2 separate regions of the Drosophila melanogaster genome follow, and region 2 is linked to region 1. A link is a contact called in public Hi-C data. All regions are on one chromosome and are shown on one strand. The core of a region is the stretch at or near the end of the contact, and the rest is flanking DNA. Distances in the headings are between cores, read along the strand shown.

The links. Hi-C and Micro-C count contacts between places; a contact is called where the count stands out from the background.
Region 2: a Hi-C map of the Kc167 cell line shows a contact between it and region 1, with 2.5 times the contacts expected there.

What each region holds. Positions count from the first base shown.
Region 1 is chr3L:16,801,507-16,809,240 of dm6, reverse strand. nudC (nudC,) reads right to left here and starts at 4,247. Exons shown (of 6, transcript NM_001259876.1): 1 at 3,889-4,247; 2 at 622-847; 3 at 263-546; 4 at 1-73. The coding sequence starts at 696. CG9674 reads left to right here and starts at 1,510. Exons shown (of 15, transcript NM_176339.2): 1 at 1,510-1,708.
Region 2 is chr3L:18,994,487-19,002,220 of dm6, reverse strand. It overlaps CG18135, which reads left to right and starts at 3,938. Exons shown (of 2, transcript NM_176346.2): 1 at 3,938-4,220. The coding sequence starts at 4,209. It overlaps CG3808, which reads left to right and starts at 1,613. Exons shown (of 4, transcript NM_140826.2): 1 at 1,613-1,922; 2 at 1,979-3,275; 3 at 3,370-3,713; 4 at 3,776-4,346. The coding sequence starts at 1,701. The coding sequence ends at 3,698. It overlaps SmydA-2 (SET and MYND domain containing, arthropod-specific, member 2), which reads left to right. Exons shown (of 3, transcript NM_140827.3): 1 at 1-154; 2 at 511-772; 3 at 829-1,236. The coding sequence ends at 1,139.

The DNA.
Region 1 (7,734 bases), core at 2,998-5,497:
GGGCTTGGAGATGCCATCTCGGTTCGAGGCAGATGGCTCTCCACCAGCGCTATCCAGCAGCTGCTGGCGTTTTCTGTATGGGATTTAGACATTATAAGATATACGAATGCTAATGATACAACATATTTAGGATAAGAATTGAGCTCGGTTTCAAACTCTTTCTTTGAAAAGGAATGCTAATTTGCCATTTTGCAGGAATTTCACAGCTTTTGCCGAGTTACCTGGGTATTTTGGTAAATGATCTCATTACGCTTGCACTTACTTGGTCTCCTCCTCCTTGATAATGGCCGCTGCCTCTTCGTCAGTGATATCACATATTTTATTATCGTCAATCTCCTGCTTGCGGGCCTTCCTTTCGGCTCTCTCCTTCTCCGCCTTTAGGCGCTGGGAAGCTTCGCGAGCCTTTATCTTTTCGTAGTTTTCAGTTACGGCCAGCTTGGACTCCTTGTTGAAGACATCCAGCAGCAGCTTCTCCCACTCCGTCTGCTTGGCTCCCGTGAAGAAGTCGGTCTTGCGGCGCAGAAAACTGGCCAAAGTGCCAAGGAACTTAGATATAAAACACAAACAACATGATTAAACAAAATTGAAACAAAGAAGTTGCGTTCTTTGTTATTGTTTTACCTCGGGCACGCCACCGTGATGCTTCTCGGCCACGGCCAGCAGTATGTTGTCAAACTTTCCCTCCTCAGCAGCCATGGTTTGGAGTATTTGTACTGGTTTTGAATTAGATTTCGTTTGTTTCTGGACGCTTCGATTCGTTTGGTTTTTTTATCTGAAGTTTAGCTGCCGACCCGGCACATGTAGAAATAATGTGACCTGTCGTCGAACGTCAAAAAATACCCACATACTAGAATATACCGAGTCGTCACATGGCGTCCAGCATTTGAAAGTCAGCAGAATTGGTCATAACGGTACTCGAGTTTTGTGTATTGCAGCTTTTGACTGCTTGGATTTTAAAAATAATATTTTAGTACCACATATAATTTAGTTGTATGCAATAACAATAATGGTTTTTCCTGCATTGGAAACTTTTAGTTATATCCCTTCACTCTTCTGGAAAATTTTTTTAATATTTACTTAATTTGCCATACCTTTTTGAACAAGTAACAATTTTTTTATATTGTGTTTGTATGAATTTGTTCGTGCTGTGATTGGGAACAAAAAAGTGGTATGAACTTGGATACTGGAAAGCGCATATCCAATTTAAATGAGTCTCAGTGAGATTTTGACAGTGAGCGCATCATGTAACGGTACTTTGCGACAAACTATGTGTAAATAATTGAAGCAACCATTTACTGAAAATATAAGAATTTATTTCTTTATCTAGTAAAACTTGGTCTTTAATAATTTAAATTTAATTTTAAGGTTAAGAGATTACATGGAAGATAGAGTTCGAAAAACAACATATGTTGTTGTTGTTTTTGCTCTCACGCAACTTTTCGCTCTCCGCTTACTTTTGCGCTCTCTTCGGTTTCGGTTTGGGGATAGTTGCGATTTTCGTCCTATTCTTCCATTCTCATTCGGTCTTTTGAAATAAACGCACGTATTCTGAACACGCGGAAAACCAGAAAATATTCTAAAGCCAAATCGAAGTGGAAGTGCTATAAGCAAGTGGAAAAGTGAAAAACTTCAAAGTTCTTGGTTTTGTGTGGACGCGCAAAATACGAAAATCAGTGCATAGTAAATCGTTTTATCAGAAAAGTTGAAAGTAATTACGAAAAATATGCGTGGAATTCCTTTTTGTGTCGCTTAAAAATTGTGATGTGCAAATGACTTAACACACATACATACATACGTGCTTACCTAGCACGGCTAATATTCACCATGGGGTATAGGATGGGGAATATGAAAAACGCTGTAATGAAGAAGAGAATAGTTAAGGGTTCCGGGTGCCCCTTTTTCTTACCACAGCTTTTCCTGATTCCCGTAGGAGTTCCTCTAGAAAATCAATAAATTTTACATGGAGCACAGAGAAACACAGACACACACGTTGAAAAGAGGGAGTGTGGGAAGAGGAAGCATTGCAGAGAGCAGGAAGAAGAAGGAGAGCAGAAGCTCCCGCACCAGAACTTACAGTGGGGGACATAAAACTAGCAGCTGTTTGATTCGCTAATTTATGGGTACTTAAAATGATAGATTTATTGGAAAGGAAGGGTTTTCTTAAGTGCTAGTTACGTGTTGTTTGAAACATTAAGTGATTCATTAATTTTTAACCAGTAATCTTTTCCTTAAGCATATATTATATACGTTATTTATGATGTGCGTCATTAAAATTTATTAAATATTATACTTTTAAAAAGTCATAATAAAATAAAAATTGCGTAAGTGCGCAGTTTTAATTTTGATGTTTCTCAAAATCAATTAAAAATAGGTATTTGTAATGTAAATAAAAAATAAAGTAATCATAAAATAAGTAATACCACAAACGGGCTGCGATATAACTGATCGGACCTATGGCAATGGCCTGCACTGTTATTTACCGCCCTGCCGCAAGCTTCTCCTTCTTGTACTTGTTTTTTGCCGCTACGAAGTTCTGTTCTTGATGTTGCCCCCACCCCTTTCATCTTCTTCTTGCTCGTTGACTATTTTATGGGCTGTGCTGTGCTTCATTCGTGAATCTTGTTTCGCTATTTACCGCCCCTTCCCCTTGTACTGTGATGCAGACAGCTGCTCTGCTCTCCCGCTCGCTCCGCATCAAGGTCAGAGTAAGGTTAGCTCCGTTCTCCTCTGCTTCAAAGGGCCATGGCAGTGATTTCTTCCTCGCCGCTCCACCGACCGCCCTCGCCCATCCCTTTATCCGATCTTTTTTCATTTCCCTCTCGTCGAGAACAGTGACTGCTGAAAGTCTGTGGCTACCGAATGCCGCAAATCGCTCTGCCTAATTGCCGCATCAAAATTAATGACAGCCACTGTGTATCTGTATTTGTGCTTGAGTGTCCTTTATTACACTGAGAAAATATATTGACACCTTAAAAATGTGCTACAGATTATTATTAAACAAAAATCCATTTCACTTATGTATATTTACTGCATCTTAAGGTGAATAAAGTTCTTATTGTCACATTGTATTTTATATTCATGAAAAAAACATTTTTTTCCACCTTCTATTTATAAACGTGGGCGTCGAAGTTTGCCTTACTACGTCACTGCCCCTTGACATTTAAACTTTCTCTCTGCGTGGGTGAGTGTGGGGTGGCAGCTTCCCCAAGTACGCTCTCTCAGCCCGGTTTGCTCTCCTGACATAACGGTTATGCAATCAACGCCGCATTTTGCTATTTTCCCGCACGAAGAAAGGCTTTCACAATTCAATTGCACTTGAATTTAAAGGATAACGTCGTTCTTGCCTTTGTTTTATTACCGCTTAATGTGTGTGTTTTTATGTGCCAGCACTTAAAAAGGATTGTGCAAAACTGAGTGAGCAAATAAAAAGCGTAGACAATGGACTTAAGAAAAGATTGTCAGAGATTTTACCGGAAGTGTGAACCAAGTCTCCTTTTTGCTGCTGAGTGCGTTTAGAGCCCTTTTCGGGCTTATCGCAGATTTGTGAAGATGAAAATGAAAGCTAAACACATTCGTATTCTTATTGAAAAGTCAGCAAAGTAGTCATGCCCCCAAAGCAAATTCCGCATCCCCTTTGAAATTAAATATGTTTTGCGGTCTCGCTTGAAATATGGTGGCGCCGCAAGTTTGGTTTATCGGTTCAGTGAGTTCCCGAACGGAAAACTTTTCAATTGCGTCGCAGCCTCTAAATTAAATCAGTTATATTGATGGTTATTGCCTCCACCAATTATGATAGCATTATATTAATCAGATTACTCTTGATGCCATAACCTTAAAAAATAAAAGTTTTTAAAACCAGTAAAATTTTATTTGTGTCCTAAAAAATACCTTTTCTGTTGTCATTCATTGACTAATTCACTGATCAGCAGTTAAATGTGCAATAGAAACTGCAAGGAACATGTTTTAAAGCTTTTCGAAAACGTCAAAATGTTTTTGACATAAATGTTTGCTTGTTATGTTTTTAAATGAGTTTATTTATTATTAGATTTAAAGCGTCTGTCCAACAATATGCTGAAATCCGTCACAAATTGATTAAGCAAATTCTTGTGAGTATATTTGGCTTCTGTGCTCCTGACTTTTAAACAATTGCGGTTAGAACTGATTGATATTTCATAGGGAGGATTACGTATGCGTAGTTGAGTGGATTGCTGATAAGCACGGTCCCGAGTTCTCTTATGACAAATAGCAAACAGAAGCGACCAGAACTCAATACCCGGTACCCCATCGCTCCCCGCTGCAATTTTCTTGGTTTCCATTTACATAACTCTGTTTATCTAGACATTGCGAGATTGGGGGGGATTGCGAGGGCCTGGCAACGTACCCAAAATGTGCAATCCCATCCCAACCAGATACGGTCATTGGAAACTAATGTAAATTGCGATGTTGCTTGTTTATTGACTGCAAACGATAGTCCCGTCGCAATTAGCGGGCGGTGGTGGGGAGCGGACCGCACCTATGCCATAAATAGCAAGCAGCTGCGATAAATTTCTCCGGACAGACAGAAATTTATGGGGAAAATAAACTGAGCAATTGGAAACTTTTCAATGCTAAATCATAAGAATAAGTGCTTGGTACGTAGTAAAGTCCAAATATTTCTGAAACCATATTTAAAGAAGTTAATTTAATTAAATTTCTTAATATCTGAAATCTAAACATGAATGCCTTTGATGTTTGACAGTAGTGCACGATTATAGAAGCCATGATAATTGACCATCGATTAGCACTTATCATATACAAATTTAACTTGGACCTTCAATGGTTCAAGTTTAATTAGTTACCAAAATATTTTACTTTAGTGTAAGAACGGCCCTTCGATCTATTGATCTTTATCATTTAATCAAAGCTAAAGTGAGTTATCAGCAAATTGACTGATTTTTTGTTATTATAAGGGCTTTCGAACAAGGCTAATTATCAGCTCTAGAGCCCGCTGTGAGTGTAGATAAAAAAGTTCTCATAATTGTAATTACTAATACGTAATTCCGAGGCGCAATAAAAAAACCAACCGCAAGATGCACAGTTGATTCTCTAATTAAACACGCGACCGTCCGATAATGAAAACCAATTGTTGCTATTTTTAAAGCAATTGAGGTGATCCCTTTCGGAATCGGAATCCGCGGCGAAAACTTTGCACAGCTGACTCAAGTGCACAGGTTGGAGGCCATAAAACAACGGGGGTACCAATGAAGTTGGCCCCGACTGCCTGATAAGCGCCCAGCCGGGTCAGATAATGCGCATTTATAGCGGCAATATAACCACCCCCCCAATGGATCCCCCTTTTCAATTTTGGCCTAGGCTATATCGTAAATCGCTGGAAAATAAAGTTTATAGCGTCGGCGGCTACCGGAGTTGGGTTTTCCACCGTTTTTTTTAGATTGTGCAACGGAAGAAAGTTCTTGGGTGGGGCTAATGGTCTTGTCATTGTGTGGGATCCTGGCACCCATTAGGACCGCCTATTGTAATTATCCCACGATAATGGTCCCGTGGCATGCCCCATCACTTAGCGTACTAACCACACGCAACGTTGTCGACGCATAATTTATTTGTTTATTTCTGCGTTCGGGGTTATTGAAACTTGTTGCCTGGTCTTGTTTACATCATAAGTATATAATATCTGCGTTGAATATCTATAGATGTGCGTACTTATCGTAATGCACGGATATCTCTCCTATGTTTGTGGATGTGGGCCACACGCGGCTGTCGCATTTTGGGCTTTGAGCCAATGGAACGCAATGGTGCTGGCTATATCTATGGCTACATATACATATCTCTCCGTATCATCCGGTCGCTCCTCCATTGTGCGATCTATTCTCATCTGGTAGTCTGCAGACTTGTTTGCTATATTCAATTTCGTTTCTTTATTTTTTCTCCTCTTTCCTTCTGTCGAAATGGAAGTGAAAATATTTACGTTGACTTGGGATCGGACTTAAGAACAGGGTGTCTCCACCAATTAGTAGGAAATAATTAAACGAACTAACTGCTCTCTTAGTCGGATGAAATGTCAAAACAATTTGCAAATGCCATTCGACACGTGATCGATAATTCCGCAGGAATTTATGTTCCGACCGTCAGCGGGCTGGTTCTTATGGATACATATATATATCCGTTTTGCCAGCATTATTGTGAACTCTGAAAATAGCCATCTATTGGTCTGACGCACTCGGAAAGTTATGCAATTAGAACGGCGGAAATTTGAAGGAAATTAAATAGGAATATTGATAAGTTGTCAATCCGGATGACAGATATGAAGTTGTGAAAAGGTTTTTAAACCTCTCATAGATTTGAAATCCATTTTTATCCTTGCGTCATGATCAACACATAGTGATTAAGCATTTGTTTTTGCGGTTTTCCATGAGTATCTAATATATCTTTGATGGCTTAACGTGGCTCTTTTGCATATTTTATCTCTTCTATAATAAGAACATACGACTTTACTACAACCTTTGCTTCTGCACACACAAACGCAGATATGCGTTTTATTCAAGTCATGATTATCAAGTTTTATTGACTCTCTGCGGTGCCATAATAAGCTACCAAAATTTCTTCTTTCGTATATCGTACTTTTTGCGACTCGGTTTTGATGTTATCTTAGGTCAAAACTTTTCCACTGCACCCAAATCAGATAAATCAGATCATAGATAGATATAGATATTGAGACACGTTGAGGGCTATTGTCCCATCTACGTCACATTTTTGCGTTTCACAATTCTTATCACTCCGTGATTGTATTACGCCTGCAGCCAGAAATCGAACATGTGTATATTTATAGACCATTCCCCGCTATCACGCATGCAAATCGTGAATAACGCCTTGTGGCATGGCTCCCCCCAATGGAACGCCGTAATCTCTGCGCTGGGTTGGGTCCCATACCCATTGGAATCGGAAAGGAAAAAACCTTCCCAAACCCCAAAACCCCCAAGTGAAGTTCACTGTGCCATTAGGCTTTTCGTGCTAGTGCCGTGAATGAGTCTTATCTGCTGTATGAAATCGCAGGGGTGGACACGGGCGAGCGGTATGCCAAAGTTTATTAACTTATAAAAAAGAAAATAAAACATAGTGAATGAGAATTTCGACTTCCTCTTTCCCTTCAGGCGCAGACACTCGGCTGGCACATGCTAAACGCCTGATACCAAAGCGAAATAAAAAGAAAAGATCTAAGAAACACAAGAAGTTCGGATGAAGATGCTAATCGAAATTGTTAATACCCCTTGTGCATAATATAGATATTGTTAAAAAAAAAAAGCTGCACATTCCATTATAAAGTAACTTTTTCCAATTTAACCTATTCTTTCTTATGAATCAACTAGTTTATATCAATGAACCCTTTTGTTCATATATCTAAATTAAATACTGAATAATTAAGAATCAACAATCAACGCATGATCACATATACCCACCGTACTCTGTAAGCAGGTAGATTCTTCGCAATAGAGAATGTTATCTCGCCTGACAAATTTTCGGCACTTATCTTGGAGGTGCAGCCGGGAACCGGTTCCGTACCCCCCATAATATGGCCGGCTCCTCTTTAAATGCCCCAAGTGGCGAGACGGGAGAATGTGTCACCCGAATGGTTCGCCGAAGATTGCGATGTGACGTTGTAGCCCCGGCCAGATAATTCCGATCGCTCTCTGAGACTTTGAACTTGCCTATAATTCATGCGACTCTTGATTCAGTCGC
Region 2 (7,734 bases), core at 2,689-5,188, 2.2 Mb before region 1:
TTCCTACACCCAACCCCTGAGGAGCACCATTCAAAGAAGAGTTCACCTCAGGCAGGCCAAGTGCTTCGACTGTTCATGCGCCAGGTGTCAGGATCCCGAGGAGTTGGGCAGCTTTGCAGGAGCCCAAACGTGTCTCAAATGCAAGGCAGGAAAAGTAAGATCAGATCTAAGGAAGCATTTGTACAGCAATAAGAAAGGAAATTTCCGACTGGGGTTTTCGTCAACAACAAACCTCTTCGGAAATTCAGAACCATTAATGTCCGTCCGTCTGTCTGTTCGCCTGTTTTTCCCTATGAATGTCGAAATCTCCCAAACTTTTAAAGCTAGAATCTAGATTAAGCATGCAGTTTCTAGTAACGCCAAAGACGTGGCGGTCATGATAAGATCGGCTCGGCTGGCGATCCTGATCAATAATATATTTACGTTAAAGGCTCTGAAACGCTCCCTTATGCCTGTTACATACATATTCGATTATAGTTCTTTATATAACAATTTCCTGCCCTCTTGTAGATTATATCACTGAATCCCCTTCTAAACTCTGCGCCCTGGAAGTGTCAGTTGTGCAATTTTAAAAGATCGGCGAAGGATGTGGTTACCTCAGATGCGGAGCTTCAGCAAGAATTGGAGTCATTGGACAAAACGACTCCCGTTGCTCTCGAGGAATTCATTTATCGCCATCGTGCTGATCTCCATGAGACCAATACCCACATTTTGCAGGCCAAATATGCTCTCACTCAACTATACGGAAGTGCTCCGGGATTCGCAATGGAGGGTAATAAAAATATTTAATTTTAATTATGCATTTTTGTAAGAAACTCTTTGTTTCAGAACTTTCTGGAGAATCGCTGAACAGAAAACTGCAACTATGTGAGGAACTCCTTAAACTGGCCGACATTTTCGATGGCGGTTGGAGCATATTCCGGGGCAATCTGCTCATAGACATGGAGGAAGCTTTAGTGACGCAGGCTCTGCGCTCGAAAGACCCATTGGATTGCGAGGAGAAGCTGAGAAACGCGGCGGAAATGCTCAGAGAAATTCGAAACATCATGAAGCACGAGCCGGAAATGCAACAATTGTTGTTGGAACGACAAGTCATTTTGAGTTCTGCGCTTGAGCGCTTTGAACCAGTTGAGAATTAAGCAGAAGGAACGCTAGTGTCGGTATGCTCGATTATCATATACCCTTTAGTTGGATAACTAATCAATTTAAGAATAAAGCTGCCAAAGTATGCAAACCAAAACAAAAATGGGTTATTTTATTTGGCTTGCAGATTTTCAGGAACGTTAATTTTTTTGGCCGTTCGTCATGAATCGGAATGCAAACTTATTCCATATTTAATTTCCCATCATTTGGATGGATCTGATAAACAACCAATGTGTCAACTAGATCTTACTTCCTTACGCAGAAATACACTGCCTTATTGACCTTGCTATAATAACCTAGATTTCGACTCTTGCCTTTCTTATGATGTTTCGAATTTGGCGCCAAGTGTGTTATGTATCCGTTATCTTTTGAGAGCCTGTAGAAGAGTTTTATGTATTTTAGAAAATGTTGATATTATTTAGCGAAGACACCCACCACCGGCATAGCCGCTGGTGTTTATATACATTTTAGACTGGACGGTCACACTGTTGCATCTTCACGTGTTTTCTTTCTGTTTATATTTCATTTTCCTTAATAAATCGGCTTCTTTTAAGCAAATGGAGTGTTTCAATGCGGAAATACCAGCTGACGGAGTGGTTAATAGCATAGAGACCGAAGAGATTTCGGAAAATGTAGTGAAAGCTGATGAAACCACGCTGGCAAATGGTGAGGATGAAGCCGGAAAAGCCGGCGAGGAATATGCTTACTTGGAGCGAAATGAATTCACTTCGGAAATATTCAAAGTTGAAGTGAAGAACATGGGATATTTCGGTATTGGGGTAGGTAGTTGAAATCTAAGCCTTTATATGAATATAACAACATTATAACTTTGCAGGAGTTTAAGAAGCTTTTGAGAAACACCCTCAAATTTGACGTGACCAAAATCAAGGCTCCAACTCGAAAAGAGTTCGCCTTTGTGTGCTTCCGCAGTCAGGAGGATCAACAAAGGGCCTTGGAGATCCTGAATGGATACAAATGGAAGGGAAAGGTGTTGAAGGCTCATGTTGCCAAGGCCTCGGCCGATCCTCTACAGAAAAAGCGAGCTGCCGAGGAACAGGAGTCGGAGAGAAAGCCCAAGAAACAACGTACGGCGGTGGAAGCCACGTGTCCTCTGTCGCACATTGCCTACGACCAGCAGATTAAACAAAAATCCGAGGAAATGTCGGCACTTCTGGCGAAATACACCCAGGAACTTCGGAAGGTCAATCCGCGGGCAAAGCCCCACTTGGATAAGTTCCAATTCCACGAGGTGCTTCCCTCACCCACCGTTAATGGGTATAGAAATAAAAACGAGTTCACCGTGGGAAAGAACTCCGTAGGCGAAGTGGTTGTGGGCTTCAGATTGGGCTGCTACAGCGATGGATCTGTGGAAGTAGCCGAGGTCGCAGACTTGCCACATCTACCGGAGCAGGCCAAGTGGGCTGCTCGCAGTTTCCAGGACTTGGTGAGGAAGTCCAAGTTCTTGCCCTTCAATCCGGACGGAAATATTGGCCACTTCCGGCAGCTAATGGTGCGGTGCTCCAGTGCCACAGGTGAACTAATGCTGGTGGCGGGCATATACTCCTCGAACTTAAGTGAAGACGAACAAGTTGAACTTAAGCAAGAACTGAAGTCCTTCTACGAAGATCTGGCAAATGATGCTCCGTACAAATGCAGCTCTCTGTATTACCAAGATGTCAAGCATCGGGAAGCAGGTCAGACGATTAATCCGGTGGAACACATTTCGGGCAGCACCCACATCACCGATACCATACAGGGTCTCCAGTTTCGAATCAGCCCACTGGCCTTTTTCCAAATCAACACAGAAGGAGCCAACGTGTTGTATCAAAAGGCCATTGATCTAGTTGCTCCTACTAAGGACACAACTATGTTGGATATTTGCTGTGGTACTGGCACCATTACCCTTGCGTTCGCCAAGCACTGCAAGAAAGTGATGGGCGTGGAGATCGTCCCTGATGCGATTAAGGATGCCGAGTTTAATGCGGAAGCGAATGGCATTAAAAATGCAAAGTTCTTTACAGGAAATGCAGATGATTTCATCAAGAGTATGGTGCGCGAAGCTCTCTACGATCAGGAGCCGGGTAAACCATTGGATCTTATTGCCGTGGTGGATCCCCCCAGGGCTGGACTGCGTAAGTTTACGTTGCTTAAATATTATAAATTTGCTGAATTATTTTAAGGTTCAAAGCGCTATACCTTTCCAAATTTCTTATTTGTTTTTTTCAGACCACCGCTCGATAGCCGCAATTCGATCAGCCGATGCCATCAATCGTCTGGTCTACGTCTCCTGCAATCCGCACAGTGCTAAGCGGAATTTCATCGAGCTGGCCAGACCGGAGTCTAAGCAATACAAGGGGGAGCCATTCTACCCAAAGTCCGCTGTGGCCGTTGACATGTTTCCCCACACCATGCACACCGAGCTGGTCATTCTGTTCGAGCGTGAACCTAAAACAAAGGCGGATGAGAAGTCATCGCCAGCGGAGGGAGCTGCACAGTCAAAGTCTGAGGCAACCGAAGAAGCTGTTAGCGAGGAGAACACCACATCCGTAACGTGACGTGTTTGTTGCCGGGTACAGTTCACTTCGCTGCAATCTCTTGCACATTTGCTTAATCTCTTTCTATAATCTTTTAGGTCAGTTGCGATTCGCTGAGACACCCAATATGTCTCAGTACCTCCTATCTGCCGCGATGCTGCCCTCTATCATTGTCTCTCTTTGTGGCGACTGCTCTACGACTTTTATTGTTTTAAATTGATTTAATTGTATTTACGCTGTGCGACGGGGAGGAAGTGGAAAAAGTGACAGAAGCGACTTCCTATTTAGCAAAAGACTAAGTTTAAAGCCCTGTTCAACTCGACATAGTCCGACATCCCCATCAGTGTTATTCAGGCCTCTGGAGGCCCCTGTGTGCGTGATAAGAATCGCTGCTCCGGTGGAAGTGTGGTGCTCATAAAGTTCTCATAAAGGTGTAGAAACCGCGTGAAAAAACAGCTGAGAGGTGCTACAAGTCCAACGCCCCCTCAAGGGCAAATTGATGAACAACGACCCTGACAACGATCATTGATCATGTCCGACCAGGTACCAGTTAACGATTATTTCATAGTCTAAACATATGTTCTATTGTTAAAAGTAGAAAGGGTAGTATTTAAAAGATGTTGACGTTGATATTGATCTATCAACCATATTAAAAGATTCGAAAATGACTTCATGCGTATGACGCGAATTCAGTTGTTTCGTTGTTTGTCTAAAGATAAGTTTTATTAATTTACTAAGGCAATTTGAGTTATGGCTGTTTTTTTTTATAAAGTTGAATATTTAAAAAGTCGTAGAAGTGCAATTAACTAGTTAAGGCCAGAGATGTGCCGTAATGAAATTGGCCAACTTAATAGTTAATACGTATGGGGCTGATCGCACGGATATTGCTCAATAAAATGTGTTTATATAAATCTTATCTAAGGTAAACAATCGCATTCGCTTATTTCGCCTTTCCGATTACATGTTCTTAACGAGAAGTGGTTGGATGATGTAAACAACAGATGTAGCCGTAAGCAAAGTCTTATAGAATAAAACAAAAAAATATTATTGTTTTGAAAAAGAGAACAACAAGCAAACGTGACCGATATCATGTTGAATATACTATGTAGAAAAACAAATCGGGACGCGACAGCCCTGAATTTTTATGCGACTCGACTTCCTAGAAGGGGGTGTGTTAATAGCACACGTACACACACATAAACATACATATAACTATAGTGGAAAGCCAAAATAAGCTTTCGTAAACATTAACGAAATAAACAAGAAAAACAAATAAATTGGACTTTGGAGCCAGTGGGGCGATTCGGCTACTCGGCAAATTGATTGTACAAAATATAGCAACATAAATAAATATGAAAACATTGTGCGCCGCAACTATTATAAATCAAGAGAAAAGGAGAAATTGGCAGGAAAGTGAATAAAATGCGGCTGAATTTGTTTATTCATTCGGCTATATTTATGGCCTCGTGTAAGCCAAGATATAGCAACAACTAGCAACACCCAAAATATGCGATTACGATCGGAACAGGGAGCCCAAGACCTTGACCGGAGAGCTTTGTTTCCGAAGCCGAAAAGCTTGAATAGTTCTTGCCTTATCAAACAAACACTCAACTAACTGTGCGATGTAAACAAACAGCGAGGAAAACAGCAAATTTTCAACCGACGAAAACCGGTTCCCCTAGAGAGAGATATATGGCGGTCTTCCGGAGAGAGCTTTTCGGCTGATGCCATGTCTGTGGATGTGGATGTCGATGTGCTGGTGGATGTGGACGAGAAGCTGCGGCGAGGGCCTGGCTACGACTACGCCCCACACATCGGACTGAAAACCGCTTCACGTGCGTAACACCATCGCCGCCGACAGCTGCACACGACCAACACGTTTTCTCGGCGGAGCAAATGGCCTCGTGGCATAGTGGGGGATGGACCGGGGTTTGGGTTCTCCAATGTGCTCTTGTTGTCATCCGCGCTCAGGCTGCGAGCTTTTGGATTGCGTGCTACGCCGAGCAGCGCAACTACACAGCACATTTTATGGGGAGTTTTAGTGGGATACCCTGTGAATGTGGGTATATTTGAAGACTGACCTCACGTAACTCGGCCGGGGATTGGGTTTCACTTGTGAATTTTGGTATGCAAAAGGGTTTGAGTATGTTTAAACTTATAATGGCAAAAGATAATCAATGAGTAAACATTATTTTATCCGACCAGCTAGTATATTGCACTGTATTTTCTAGTTATATATTCTTTTTATTGATTTAGCCCAAAGCAACATTCCTTGCTAATATTCTCCTAGTTATTCTACAGACAAAGCACTCTGTTTTCCCTTATCGGTACTTTAAATGGATCAACCAGTGCCGTTTAATTATGCCCACTCATAAACAGTTAGCCTAGGAACATTTTGATTACCACCTAGACGGTTGATTAAATTTCGCATATTCCGCTTTGTTCTCCTGTCCTGATTCTGGACGATCGAGGGCATTGCTAATTCGATTAATCTTCATGTTTTCTGTATTATCTGGTGTGTTTCGCTGTTTTCTGTTTTTGTTTCGTCGCTGCCCGTCGGTAGAGGCCAACAACATTTCGAAAAAGCCCCAGCCGCAACTGTACCGCCGGACTGAAAACCAAAACAAATCGCCAAGTCGTCGGATACGACTACGACTCTCGCACAAAGAAAAAAGCTCCGCCACTCAGTTTCGATAAAAAGAAATCGTTTAAATTGCGCGCACAACAAAAGCGCCCGAAACAGTTGCGATTGCAACGTCGATTTGTGACGACGGACCGTCTACAGCGTCCTAGTTCCCACTGTCCACAAAGGATACAAACCCGAATAACAAAACCAGCAGTACATAAAAGCCAACAGGCCCAATACCCAAGTACAAAATGCTTGCCTAGCTAAAGAAACTGAAATATTGCGCATACGCCGCATAGTGCAAACAATTAACTGTGATACAAGTGGAATTTTCTTGATTTCGTTGGTCCCCGCACCAAAGCAACCTATCCTACCTAACTTACTTGTGCTATCCCCAAAAACCAAGAAGCCGAAAAGAAGCAGAATGTCGGTGCCAATGCTGCTGACCCCCATGGAAGCCCAGAGTCCGGATGACCACATGAAAAATGTAATTACCCACATCCAGTGGACAGTACCGGAAATCTTTGTAAATGCATACTTTAGGCTTTACAGATTTTTCGACTGTCGGCATAGTGCAGGTGTTTGAGCTTTTGACTTTTTGGGGTGTCTGAAGGTCGCTGCTGTTGTCATCGGACATTTGCATGTCTTCTGCGCGTTTTGTTTATGCAATTGTCGTGGGTAAAGGAAAATCTATATTCGACGGGGGCAGGGGGGCTTTTAACGATGTATGTATATATATCTATCAGGGCTATCATATGGGCGGGGAAATAATTGCCAACTTGGTTAATAACAAAGTGTTTCAAGCACACCTAAGTTGGGGATTGGTGTAAATAAAAAATGCCTATGTATGTTTTCCCGCCTTGCGAGAATGGTATCCTATTGATGTCATTTCCGTCGAAGTAATCCAGTAATTCACGTACAGTACCACCCCTGGGATCCCGGTATAATATATCCCACTCTTTTGAGTTTCTCTTCAAACTGAATGCCACATGTTGCAAAAGGTCGCTGCCTCACGTGACTCAACCACTCAAGCACCAAGCATGCTATAAGGTTAAGCTTTCGAGAGGGTCCCCGCTCAAGTGGCCCATGTCTGATTAGATGTTGGCTTATTAATTTCTGAAGAGGCTGCCATAAACTACACATAGTATATGGCTGATATATGAGCTCTGATACCTAGCTGACTGATAACGAGTTCAGCTGAAATACAAGCCACGAAACACATGGGCCAGCTTTTCGCCTTCACTATAAATAAAACGCACGCCAAGAAGTGAGTGGAAGTAGAAACGGCCCAAACATGAAAAGCTTTTTGAGTCTGAAATTTCCCAAAACAAAAAACATATGGCAGAGTATTCAGAGAGATATAGAGCGAGTAGCAGAGCGCCTGCGTTAGGAACACGTGAAAAGGTGTTTGAGAAATCGGAGCAAAGCTCG